Regions from separate parts of the Gossypium hirsutum genome. Here region 2 is linked to region 1. The links are chromatin contacts, called in public Hi-C maps. All regions are on one chromosome and are shown on one strand. Each heading gives the region's core, a stretch centred on a gene start, on an enhancer-like site or on the middle of the called end of the contact. The rest is flanking DNA. Distances are from core to core; before and after follow the strand shown. Region 1 holds the start of LOC107904411 (putative disease resistance RPP13-like protein 1). Region 2 holds the start of LOC107904403 (DNA-directed RNA polymerase V subunit 7).

What was found. Hi-C and Micro-C count contacts between places; a contact is called where the count stands out from the background.
Region 2: a contact with region 1 is called in a Hi-C map of leaf, with 2.7 times the contacts expected there. The contact joins the promoter of LOC107904403 here to the promoter of LOC107904411 in region 1. A contact is called at or near these places in 5 of 34 Hi-C or Micro-C datasets (hypocotyl and leaf).

The regions. Positions count from the first base shown.
Region 1 is chrA05:33,771,547-33,777,857 of Gossypium_hirsutum_v2.1, forward strand. LOC107904411 (putative disease resistance RPP13-like protein 1) reads right to left here and starts at 3,254. Exons shown (of 2, transcript XM_016830773.2): 1 at 1-3,254. The coding sequence starts at 3,231. The coding sequence ends at 169. It overlaps LOC121228915 (putative disease resistance protein At3g14460), which reads right to left and starts at 102. Exons shown (of 1, transcript XM_041111935.1): 1 at 1-102. The coding sequence starts at 102.
Region 2 is chrA05:34,024,899-34,030,466 of Gossypium_hirsutum_v2.1, forward strand. LOC107904403 (DNA-directed RNA polymerase V subunit 7) reads right to left here and starts at 3,008. Exons shown (of 2, transcript XM_041112273.1): 1 at 2,858-3,008; 2 at 823-1,526. The coding sequence starts at 1,525. The coding sequence ends at 995. LOC107904401 (protein unc-13 homolog) reads right to left here. Exons shown (of 26, transcript XM_041112275.1): 26 at 4,480-5,092. The coding sequence ends at 4,943.

The DNA of each region.
Region 1 (6,311 bases), core at 2,004-4,503:
CACCAACCCTTTTAGCGTAAGAGGCAAGTTATCGTGTGAAAATGACAACAGTTTCGGGCATTTTACAATCTCTAGCTCCCTAAGGGATGTAAGATTGTACATGGTTGCAGATAACTTCTCTAATTTTTCACAATGCTTGATTCTTAGATGTTCAAGACTGCAAAGTGTTTACATTTGTTGCACCTCTTCTTTTTGCTCTCCTATGGATATCCCCATTGAAACAAGTTGAGAACAGTTCAAGATTTCCAAATTCCGGAGGAAACTTGATCGTGCTAACCATCCTGCTCCATTGTGGCACAAGGAAGGAAGCTCTCTACAACCACCGACCCGAATAAACTCTGTTTGTGATAAGCCTAACATCAACCCTTTTAAACAAGAAAACCATGTGATATTTGAGAGAGTGGCCTTCTTGATTGAGCAAAGGTCAAAAGAGCCATCATGTCTCACTCTTTTGCAGCCAACAATTTCTATTTCATACAGCCTGGAATGCTTTGGAACTGAAACTTCCAATAGTTGACAGTCATGGATCACAAGCTTTTCCAAGCAAGGAAGATAGCTTGGTAAGCTTCCCAACAGTTTGGGGCATTTCTTGACAGAGAGATCACGGAGGCAATTGAAGTTTCCGGTTTTCTCATCGGCTTGGTATGTATTCCACTCCTTCAACTGTGGCATTTCTTCAAAACGAAGAATCTCTAATGCTGGAAATGCATTTGAGCAATTTTCTCCATAGAACTCAACACCTATCTTATTGACATAATCCATTCCTTTGACATAAAGGGCCTTCAAAAACGGCAGTTGTCCAAGTGCAGGTAATGAAATACACTTGTGGCAATGTTCAAACTCTAAGAACATTAAATTTTTTAATGAACAATCTCCGATCCAATTCGGGAATGTCTGACCACCATAACACTTGATGGAGAGTTTCTTAAGTTTCTTATGCGATTGAAGTAAGCTCAACACTTCTTTTTCGACTCCTGCGTTTTGTAAATCACCTTTCACGTCCGCAGTCCATTTCAATTCTAGATCATCAAGGCTGAACTTACTGAACAACATAGCCTCCGTTGCATCTTGAGCATTGACAAGATGTTCCAATCCTGAGATAGAAAGTTGACCTTTGAGATCAGATAAATTCTTCAGCTCCCTTATCTGATATCCAACACCTTGGCCTATAACAAAGTTGGACACTGACTGGAGATCAATCAATTCACCGATTCCAAACGGCATCCCTTCAATTGAATTAGCATCAGTAATATCAAGACGCTGTAGATTGGCTAAAAGTCTCAAATCAGACCCTAAGTGTTTAAGGCGATCGCAGCCTCTCAACAACAATGTTTGTAAGTTGAAGAGTGTACATATAGATTCGGGAAGGCTTTTGATTTTAGTGTAAGAGAAGTTAAGGTAGCGGATATGTGTCAGATCACCAATTGAATCTGGTAGCTTGGTGATGTAGTACCCTTCGAGAGAGAGCACTCTTAAGCATCTCAATCTCGGCAACAAATCGATAAGAACACTGTTAGATAGGTAGCAGTCTCCATCATTTGGCAACATAAATGACATAAATGTTCGTAAATGCTCTGCATCACCGAATGTATGGAACCTTTTGAATCCATTATACCTACTTCCGATGAAGGATGAGTATCGAGCACAGCTCGAAATTTTCTCATCACCCTCTAGTCTAAAGCATATGTCTCCTGCATCAGATCGAGCTAGATCATTGATGAGGTCATGCATCATAAACTGAGATTTATTCCTGCTAGATCTTTGAAAGAAAGACCTTGACACAAGATCTTGAAAGTACATGCTACCTAGTTTTTCGATTTGCAGCCTTTTAGTGTTTACTTGTTGCAACATTCCTTCTGCCATCCATAACAGCACTACTTCCTCCTCTCCGAACTCATAGTCTTTACGGATAATTGAGCAATACGAAAAACATTGTTTTAGATGTTGTGGAAGGTGATAGTAGCTCAGCCTTAGAGCTGGAATTATACCACTTTGCTCTTCTGATGAATTCCATATCTCATTCTCCAATACAACTTTCCATGCATCTGGATCAACACTAGTTCGAAGCAGGCCTCCGATTGTTTTAGCTGCTAAGGGCAAGCCTTTACACTTCTTCACAATCTGTTCTCCAAGTTCTTTCAAGTCCAAATGACCACTGAAATCTTTGGCTCCTATGGAATGTTGAGCTAAAATGAACAAACAATCATCATTTGACAGTTCTTTCAATGAGTAATCCGGAACCGTTTTCATAACTGATGAGACGTTCTGGTTTCGCGTTGTCACAAGAATCTTGCTTCTCGAATCCCCTACTTCGAAAGGAGATCGAAGGATGGTCCAATCATTGTAACTCATATTCCAAATATCATCCAAAACAAGCAGAAATTTCTTTTTGGACAGCTTCTCCTTCAATTTGACTTGAAGCAAATTCAGATCATTTACATCATTGCATGATGCATCACAAGTGACCGACTGCAAAATCGATTTTGTTATCCTAACGATATTGAAATCTTCAGAAACACACACCCATGCTTTGACGTCGAAAAGATCTTGGACCTTATTATCATTGTAAACTAGTTGAGCAAGAGTTGTCTTACCAATTCCTCCAATGCCAACAATGGGGACGACAGAAACTTGAACGTCGGTATCACCATCCATTAAAAGCAAATCAATCACTACATTTTTATCATATTCTCTACCATAAACAAGAGCTTCATTCACCAAAGAACTAGTTGGTGGTCTTTCAATGACTCTCTTAGGCCTACCAACATCAAGCTCTCTTAATTGCAACTCATTTTTCCGAGTGATCAAATCATCCAATCTAGAACTAATGGCTTTAATCTTGTTCATCATCTTATATCTAAACAAGAAAGCATTCGGACCAAAACTTGCAGTGAAGCTATGAATGATCTTCCTTACCTTACTTCGGTGCGCTTGTTTATCTTTCTTTAACTTGTTACGAAGAGCTTCTGTAGCAAACTCGTCCAAGATGTCGTCGACGTCGAAAGCCAAGTCTCGGAGCTTGGACAACCACATCTTCACATGCTGGTCCTTCAATTGCTTCTCCTCTGCATCAGCAAGCACTGCATGGACAGTCCTCAGTACTGTCTCCAGCTTGTTAAGTTCCTTTTGAACCTGTTTTTCAGTGGCGAAGTGGAGGGTATCAGGAGAGACTAAGTTGGCAAACAAGGCCTCAAAGAAAGAGGAAATGACAATTTCTCCAGAGAAGTACATGGCTCAACCTTGAGCAGCACTGAGATGGGAATTGATTGATAATTCAACAATAAGGGGTTGGATTAAAAGTGTGAAGGGACTTAAGACAGAAATTCTGTCATTTTCTTTTGAGTTTTCTATATATTCAAATATGGCTGGATGGACCCCCACTGATTGAAAACAAGGCTAAAAATTGTCAAAGAATCAAAACTTTGTGTTGACTTTAGGGATGAGGATGGTTCAATATCGTTTCGTGTAGTAATGAATGACCAAATAATTTCAAACCAATTCTGTTACTTTTAAGCAATTTTTCTCTGGTGACACCAATGTCCTATCCAACGCCCAATACGCAAGTCAACTTGATGGGGTCCAGGCTTAAACATTGTATTATCCATCTTTTTCTTTTTAACAAATTTAATTTTTTTTTTAAATTTTAAAATAAAAAAATTTTACTCACTTGATAATAATGTAATTAAAAAGGGCATGGTAATGTCAACAACCTTTTAGTCTAATAATAATAATAGCATCATATTGTAGGCATAAAATAAGAGGCTGTGCTATGGTGTTGCCCCTTTCCAGCTGCTGTTGTATCTGCTGCCTTGAAGCTCGGAAGTCGCCACCGTCGTCTCTAACTGCTGCTGGCCGCGTCGAGTTCAGGTGAGGCCAGCCGTTTTTTTTTAGCAAACTTTTTGTTTGTTTGTTTGCGTTGTAAAATATTAACAAAGTTAAGCTGTTTGTTAATGTATTTTGACTTCTCCTTTATGGCTTTATGTGCTTTTTTTTATGGGAGAGATAGGGCTATTTATTATATCCATTTCCAATTGGTTTTTCCTATTTCTATTATTTTATTTTTATTTTTAAAATTTTTTCCTCTATTTTATTTATTTTTAAAATTTTAGAAAAATTTTATTTATTTTAATATTTAAATTAATCAAATCAGTAGTTAAATTGACCAAAACGATTAAACCGAAAACGTGTGATATGACCGATTATAAATAGTACAATCTCATAATTTTATTCAAAGGTTAAGTGGAAATGTACAACTAACCCTATATTATAACATTTTACTATAACAACTAAATTTATTGTAAAACCAATTTTTATGTTTTATTGTTACCTTTTATACCACATTTTCATCTATAACAACAATATTCATAAAGTACTATATTAATAATCTATAAAAGTCTTATGTCTCAAATTTTAATTAAATTTAATTATATTCTTAAGTGAAATGAAAATAATGAATTTTAGTTAAATTATCATTTTGGCAATGGTCAATTTTGATCAATTTGACTCGTGTTTTTATTTTGTATAGCCCATTACTTTAATTTGATTTTTCGTTAAAAAAATTAAACCAACTGTTGAAACTCTTTTTGAAATCGACTTTTTGTTTAAAAAAACGAAAATGAGAGTCGTCACCAATCCCTTTTTTTGTGAGGTGTGATCTGATTACCTCGTAATTTGATCTTTTTAATAAAAGATTCGATTTACTAAAACAACGATTTTTGGTCTACAAAATTTAGAAAATGGGTTTGGGAGTCGGTTACGCACGAGGAAGGATTAGCACCCTCTTGATGCCCAAAATTGGTACCTAGTTGATTACTTGATGTCTTAGTGTTAAAAGTTGAAAACTCGAAAGGAATTTAAAATATGATTCCTCTTTATTAATGTTATTTTTACTTAAAAATCGCTTGAATAAATCGAAACGTATGTTAAAGGTCATCTTATCTCGAGGTAACAAAAGATCATATCCTGTAAGTTAGAATACAACACCTTAAAATATCAAAAAATAAGTTCACATTTTTTATTATTTAATTAAATCTTGTGTATTTTGATTTTAAGAGGATATTCGGTGATTTAGATTCAACAAGAAAATCGAAACCCCATAAGTTATGATACGACTTCTCGAATCTCCAAATACAAAACATTGCCTATTTTTAAATTTTCCTTTTTTGAATAATAACAAATGTAATATTTAAAACGATATGTATTTAGTTTATTAAAGTATGGTATATATGAAAAAATGGCTAAAACGTGAAAAGCTCATGTTTAACGAATGGTGATGCGACATAAACTAATAAAACATAAAAATACGATGATAATAAAAAATCATGACGATAATATGTATAATAGAATAATAATAATAATGAAAAATGATAATAGTGATAACAATAATAATAATATCAAAAAAATAAAGACAACAATAATAATATAAAAAAAAGGCCAAAACAAATAAATAAAATGCACAATAAATACAAGAACAGACCAAAAAATAAATAATAGAAAATAAATAAATAAAATAAAATATGAAAAGTAAAAAAATTAATTCATAAAAATTAATAATTTAGGAAGAGTCCAAACTAAATAAATAAGGGTTAAATCGACATTAAAATGAAATAGGAGGGGTAAATTGTGAATAAATAAAAGAAAAGGGAGAATGAAGGGTCAAAATGAAACGCGCGTGAAGGTGGGAGGACCAATTGGGAAATTATTCCCTGTCCCCAAAGCGGCGTCGTTTCTTTTAGGGATTTAAATGAAATAAAATACAATTATCAGGCAAACTTAAAAGGAAAAAAAAAGACTAAATTGCAACGGCCATAAAAGCAGAAGGGCCTAATGCGCAAATAACCCATGCGCTAAGAAAACATGCGGATTTTGGAATGGGTTGAGTCGGACCAAGGGTTGGCCTAAAACGGCACCGTTTTAGGTGCTTACCCATTAAAATGGTCCAAGGACCAAATTGAAGCAAAAATAAAAGTTTGTGGTAAAATTTTAAAAAATAGAAAAAAAGATAGGACTAAATTGAAACGCGTTGTAAAAGCGGAAGGATTGATCGCGTAAATTTCCCCTCCAACAAAAACACACGGATTCTAGGGGATGGATCGGGTCGGATATGAGTCATGTCAAAACGACGCCGTTTTGGGCTATTGGAATAGCCCTTAAACGACGTCATTTTACAAGGCTTATAAAAGCTAATTTTTTTTAAAAAAAAACTTCATTCTGCACCATTTCTTAAAAAAAATTGAGAGCTCTCCCTTTGCTCTCTCACCCTCCTCGAACTCCAATTGTCGAGCCACAGTGTCAACGACAACGGTTGCCGT
Region 2 (5,568 bases), core at 1,758-4,257, 250 kb after region 1:
CTGGTTATGTAGCCCAAAGGGGCCCTTAAGAAAGCCAGGCTTATGAATCAAGCCTGACGTATTTTAATGGAACAAGTTAAATTGTTCAAAACACTATGGTACAGCAAATATAATTTTGATAGGGTTGAATCCAAAAAGTCAAGCCTCTTAAGTTTGGAGGAGTATACTACATGGAAGGGACGTGTAGATATCGCACCAATTGGCAGTTATGATGTCAGATGGGCACCTAAGAGAATGGGACAAGACAGTTGCGAATAAGATTAGTAATGCTACAGGTTTGAGTGTACTAATAAAAGGTGGAATATAAGTAGACTGTCAAACATTGTGAACATTCAGAAATAGCTTTGGGTATGAATGGAGTTGATACTTCCAGGAAAACCAGGAAGAAACACACATCATCTTTTTTATTACTCGTCAATTGCTACGACATTGGAAACTTCATTCTTTGAATGATTGTTAGATCAGCTATAAACCCTATTATGGCACAAGGGCCTGAGATGGATGCATGTGATGTATAAGGCTGCTTAGGTGGGCGAGTGTGGGAAGGAGACTTTAGGCAAATCAACTTGGACAAACAGCCGGAGCATAATGTGTTTGAACCAGCATACCATAATTGTGTTGCTTTCATTTCATATCTAGGGAAACAGGTAATATGCGACGGCATAACATGGGGTAATTCAACAGGTTGCTAACTGCACAATTGCAATACCTTGCAACACACTTCACAATTACAGAGCTCCTCTTATATGCGAAGCTAGTGAAGAAAAGTTTTGACACAGACACGATCCTTCAACCATTGATCCAAGGTATTAAAAAGGAGGCTGAACAATGCAACACTAAATTTATGAATATTGCAAATATACCATCACATCCATCACCTATAAGCGAGGAGTTTTACAAAAGCTATAAAACCAAGTTAACATCATAAGTTAGCCCTATAGTCGCAAAAACTACATGTTCCTAATACGTACATAGGTTGACCAAAGTCATATATTCAGGAAACTGGTCCTAAGTAGTCACCTTCCAAACTCACCAACGCCTGAAATTCCCTCTCGGCCTCCATCCATTTGGTCCCAATCACGATAAACCTAACGATCACATCTTTATCAATCTTTGAGTGTTTGTCGTTCATGAATATACCATTCTCCCCGGGCACATAGTGGTAGTCGGGCATTTTTATGTGAGACAAATATATGTTTTGGACTGGGCCACACCTCAAAAACACTCCATGTTTTAGTATCTTATGTACAACCCCTTGCAGAATCTCTCCTCTGTACATCTTGAATGTAATTCCGCTGAAGACAACAGGGAAAAGCACATCTCCTGAGTTCTGTCTAACTCTGCCCTCGCCAATGCTCTCTAGGGTTGTTACAGCCATGAAATATCCGAGATCCTTGGTGGCCTTCTTGCAAGCAAATTCATCCATAAGGCGGATCACTATTGCCTTTTTGAGCATCAAGCCTTTGGCATCCAAGCTGTCAGCAGGAATTATGACATTCCATGGCATCTGCACCTTGAGAAACATTCTGCAGAAAACAACATTAAAAACAAAAAAAAAACGAAACTCACAATGAAATTAATGTCCTTCAGAGCCAAAAAATGGTATACCAATCTAGAAGAATTCAAAAACTGAAAAAGGTTCACCTACAACTTAGTTTTCAACCACTTAAAACATTACCCAATTGTAATGAATAAACCCAACAATGCCCGTTTCACATCATCACTAATTCTCAATTCCATAAATACTGATAACACCAAACCGATAATCAAACATGAAGCAACAGAAAACAGATACTATGAATGGAAAACCATGCCATTTCCTTCAAAAGAAATTGAAATTTTCTAAACAAAACAAGGTGAGCAGATTCAGTAGGCTCAACGACCCACAACTCATAACTAAATTTTCATAGTCATTGACAAATCGGAACATTACCATTGAAATTCTTCACAAAACAAGGGAAACCCTTTTAAAAGCAAAGTAGTTCCAAACGAATGTGTATGATTAACAAACTCCCAGAGGTGTTATACCTACGTTGCTCTGACTCATCTCTTTTTTTGTTTGTGTGAATTATCCATGTTTGCCATACATCCGAACAAGGGTATGGGATCATAACCTCAAATGATCCTCCAAATGCAAGGGAAAAAATAAGAAAAAAAGTGAATATATCATGCATATATGGGTGTGGGGTTCTGAACCTCCAATGGTCCTCCAAATGCATGAAATATTTGAACATACTGTGTTGGACACGTACCATATCCGGCTATCACACTCGAGTCCAAGTAACATTGATCTAAACTATCATCATTACATTACATGCCCGATTAAACAACAACAATAGTGATAATCCATAAACACAAACGAAGGCAATTTTCTGATCCGCATCCACACATACTACCAGGCAGAATTCGTGATTAAATCCTGAATATAGAATCTCACCCAACTAATCAATCTTCTCTAAAGAAAAACATCAACTTAATTCAATACAGAAACCAAAACATAAACTCCATGTTAACATCCTCTTAATATTAAAACCCACAATTTTATCATTAAAAAAATTCAAGAAATGCAAAAAAAGAGAACTCAACTAGTCGAAATCACAAGCCATTCGGAAAACAATCAAAGAACAAGAAGAGAACCACCTTGAAAAACTTTTCATCTGTTCAATCGAACATGCAATAGAATCAGTCAAAGAAAAGCCCAATGGAAATCATATATCTCGAACTAAAAATGAAATACTTTAAAAAGAATCAAAATTAGGAGAACAAAAGATTCAGATCAAGACAAGGTAAGTGGATGAGGTTTATTTTGGTGAATAATATAACAAATATTGCAGATTAGAGGTGAAGCAAAACTAACCTGTAAAATAAACAAGGAAAGAGTGTGAGCTGCTAAAGAGTGAAACTGGTAATGACCTGTCAGGCTGCTGTGGACTTAAGAGTAGAAAGAAAAGAAAAAATGATCTTCCCTGCCCTAAAGCTCTAAATTGTTCGCCTAAAATTGGGTTTAATTTGTAAAACCGATAATGGACCTTGGACATGGGCCTTTTTTTAAAAGAATGTCACAAATTCCGGTCTACTGTATTTCTCTCTTTTTTTCTTTTTAGTCTGTAATTTTTTGTTTTTTATCGATTTAAAGCTTTTTGCTTTTTCCTTTGAAAATTCAAGTTAGAACTATAATTCAATCAGTTTATTCTTGATTCAACCCTACTATACGTAGATGTATAGTTACTCACGTATAGTTACCCATCAAAAAGTAATGAGGGTGTAATCAAGAGGTGACGTAAACGTCTTATTCTTGATGGGATTTGAATCCCTGACTTATATTATTGTTAAGGTAAATGATACCATTTGAGCTCCTTGAAAATGTCAGCCTGATTCCTCAACAAATCCATCTATGATTTGACAAAAAGAAATTGTCTATAATTTTTTTTCTACATTGCCAAACAATAATTTAAATAATAAAAATTAAAGTTCAATAAAAATAATGAGATGATTATTTCTTAATTTTCCTTTTTAACGTGGAGCTAATATTTTTAAGTTAAAAGGTATTAGATAGAAAGAAGGGTAAGTCTAAATTGCAACCGCAAATTTATTTATAGAAACGATGGGAAGTGTCACATGCATAACAAATAATACTGTGAACTATTTTGTAGCTGTCTTTTTCATCATGCCTATCGTATTTAAAAGAGTATAATCAAGAGATTTGTGCAAAGTCTACTAAAGCTTAATACTTTAATCAAATAATGTACAAGCCAACTAAATTTTTTTATTTATAATATATTTTTATTTTTAATTAGTATTAAAAATTCTCAATTACACCTCAACTTTAAATATAAATAGTTTAAATATGAAAATTAAGTTAATTTTTATTAGGTAAAAAGTAAGACCCAAGTTGAATTTTTAACTGAAATCGAGCTTAAGCTCTAGAAACAAAACTTGAATTTAAATTTAAATTCAAGTTTTACTCGAGTTTTTTTAGTGATCACATTTATCAACTTCTAATCAAATAAAAATTTCCGATAAATATCATAACTATCATAATAATATTCATTATATACCTTACAAAAAAAAGATTACATTCATAACCACAATCTAAATCATTTATTAGCATTCTACTTTATTCGCAAGGTCAACATAAAGGTTAATATAATTTTGAACCCTAAATTTAATTACTAGATCCATTTTAATATATATATTGATTTTAGTTCTTAAACTTGTCAATTAAGTTCACTTAATCCTAAAATATTTAAAATATATATAAAAATTTAATAATGTGATACTTTAAAACTATGCCACATCATTACTTAAAAAAGATTGAATCTAATGACATAACACAATTTTAAAATGCCGCGTTATCAAACTTTTACACTCTTTCAAATTTACTAATCAAAATAGATCCAAATACCAAAGTATCAAAATAAACTAAAAAAAAAGGTAAACATCAAAGTGGGCCAAAATTCTACTGAGGAAGCCACATGCTACTTACCAGAGCACTTTTAACTCGTTCCAAATCCATAAATGTCGAATACAAATGAGTCCGTACAGGTATGCAATTTTTTTTTCCTTTTAAAAAAAATCTATATATTTGAAAGCTAAAAATCTCAAACTCAAGTTTGAATGTATGGCGAGTATCTTAGGAAAAATGAAAGCCAGGTAACATAGCTCCAAAGGCTCAAAACAGCTGTACTTGGCCATGGTATGGTTTCCATCTCATATACACAACTCAAATGTGATTATGTAAACATACAAAGAGAACAGAGTGATTTAAAGATGCCATAAAGAAGGATGAAAGAAAATCCAGTTGTTTTCTCTTACAAGGGAGTGATGAACTTATATTTCACACAAACCGGCTGATGCATATTTGCCATTTTCTCCTACGTCAAGCCAGATTTCAAGTCAACGCTTTCTCCTACTTCAAGCCGATTCTGAGTCGAACTACAGCCTATGCAGAAGACTTGGGTATCTTATACTGCTTCTTGACAAACTGGGATGCCTCTGAATCAGCCCTGTGGCATAGTATTCTCAGTAGAGTCTGGTTATCAGCACCTAGTTTGCCACTTGAAGATCTCAAGTCCTCGACCAATTCTCGAGTCTGCAAATGATAAAGTCCAAAAATAAATAACATCATATCTCCAATAAATTTGAAAAATACTCGTTTGCAGGAAATCTAAAAGATAGTCCTTTGCAGGAAAAAGAAATGGATTAAAAATAAATAAACACTGAAACAGGAGATAAATGTAGTCACTATGGTCAGAATATTTTTATTTGTTATTAAACTACCAGGTAAGAATTTCTCATTTTCTTAGTCTTTCACCATAGTACTGGTAGCCTATGTTTCTAAATTTTTTCATTTTTCTTTAAGACCCTTGTCCGACATCTGTGCTCAACGGATATTGGACATGAATATGGGAAATATAACCCTCCAAAGACCATCCAAACACATGGAATGACTTCAAAAAAGTAAAACATACTCGTATGGGATACATGCTCGTATCAGGCACTCACCCGATATTAAGATAGCTAGTAGCAAATGTACCTCCCACCGTTTTGAAAAGGGAGATTTGAGAC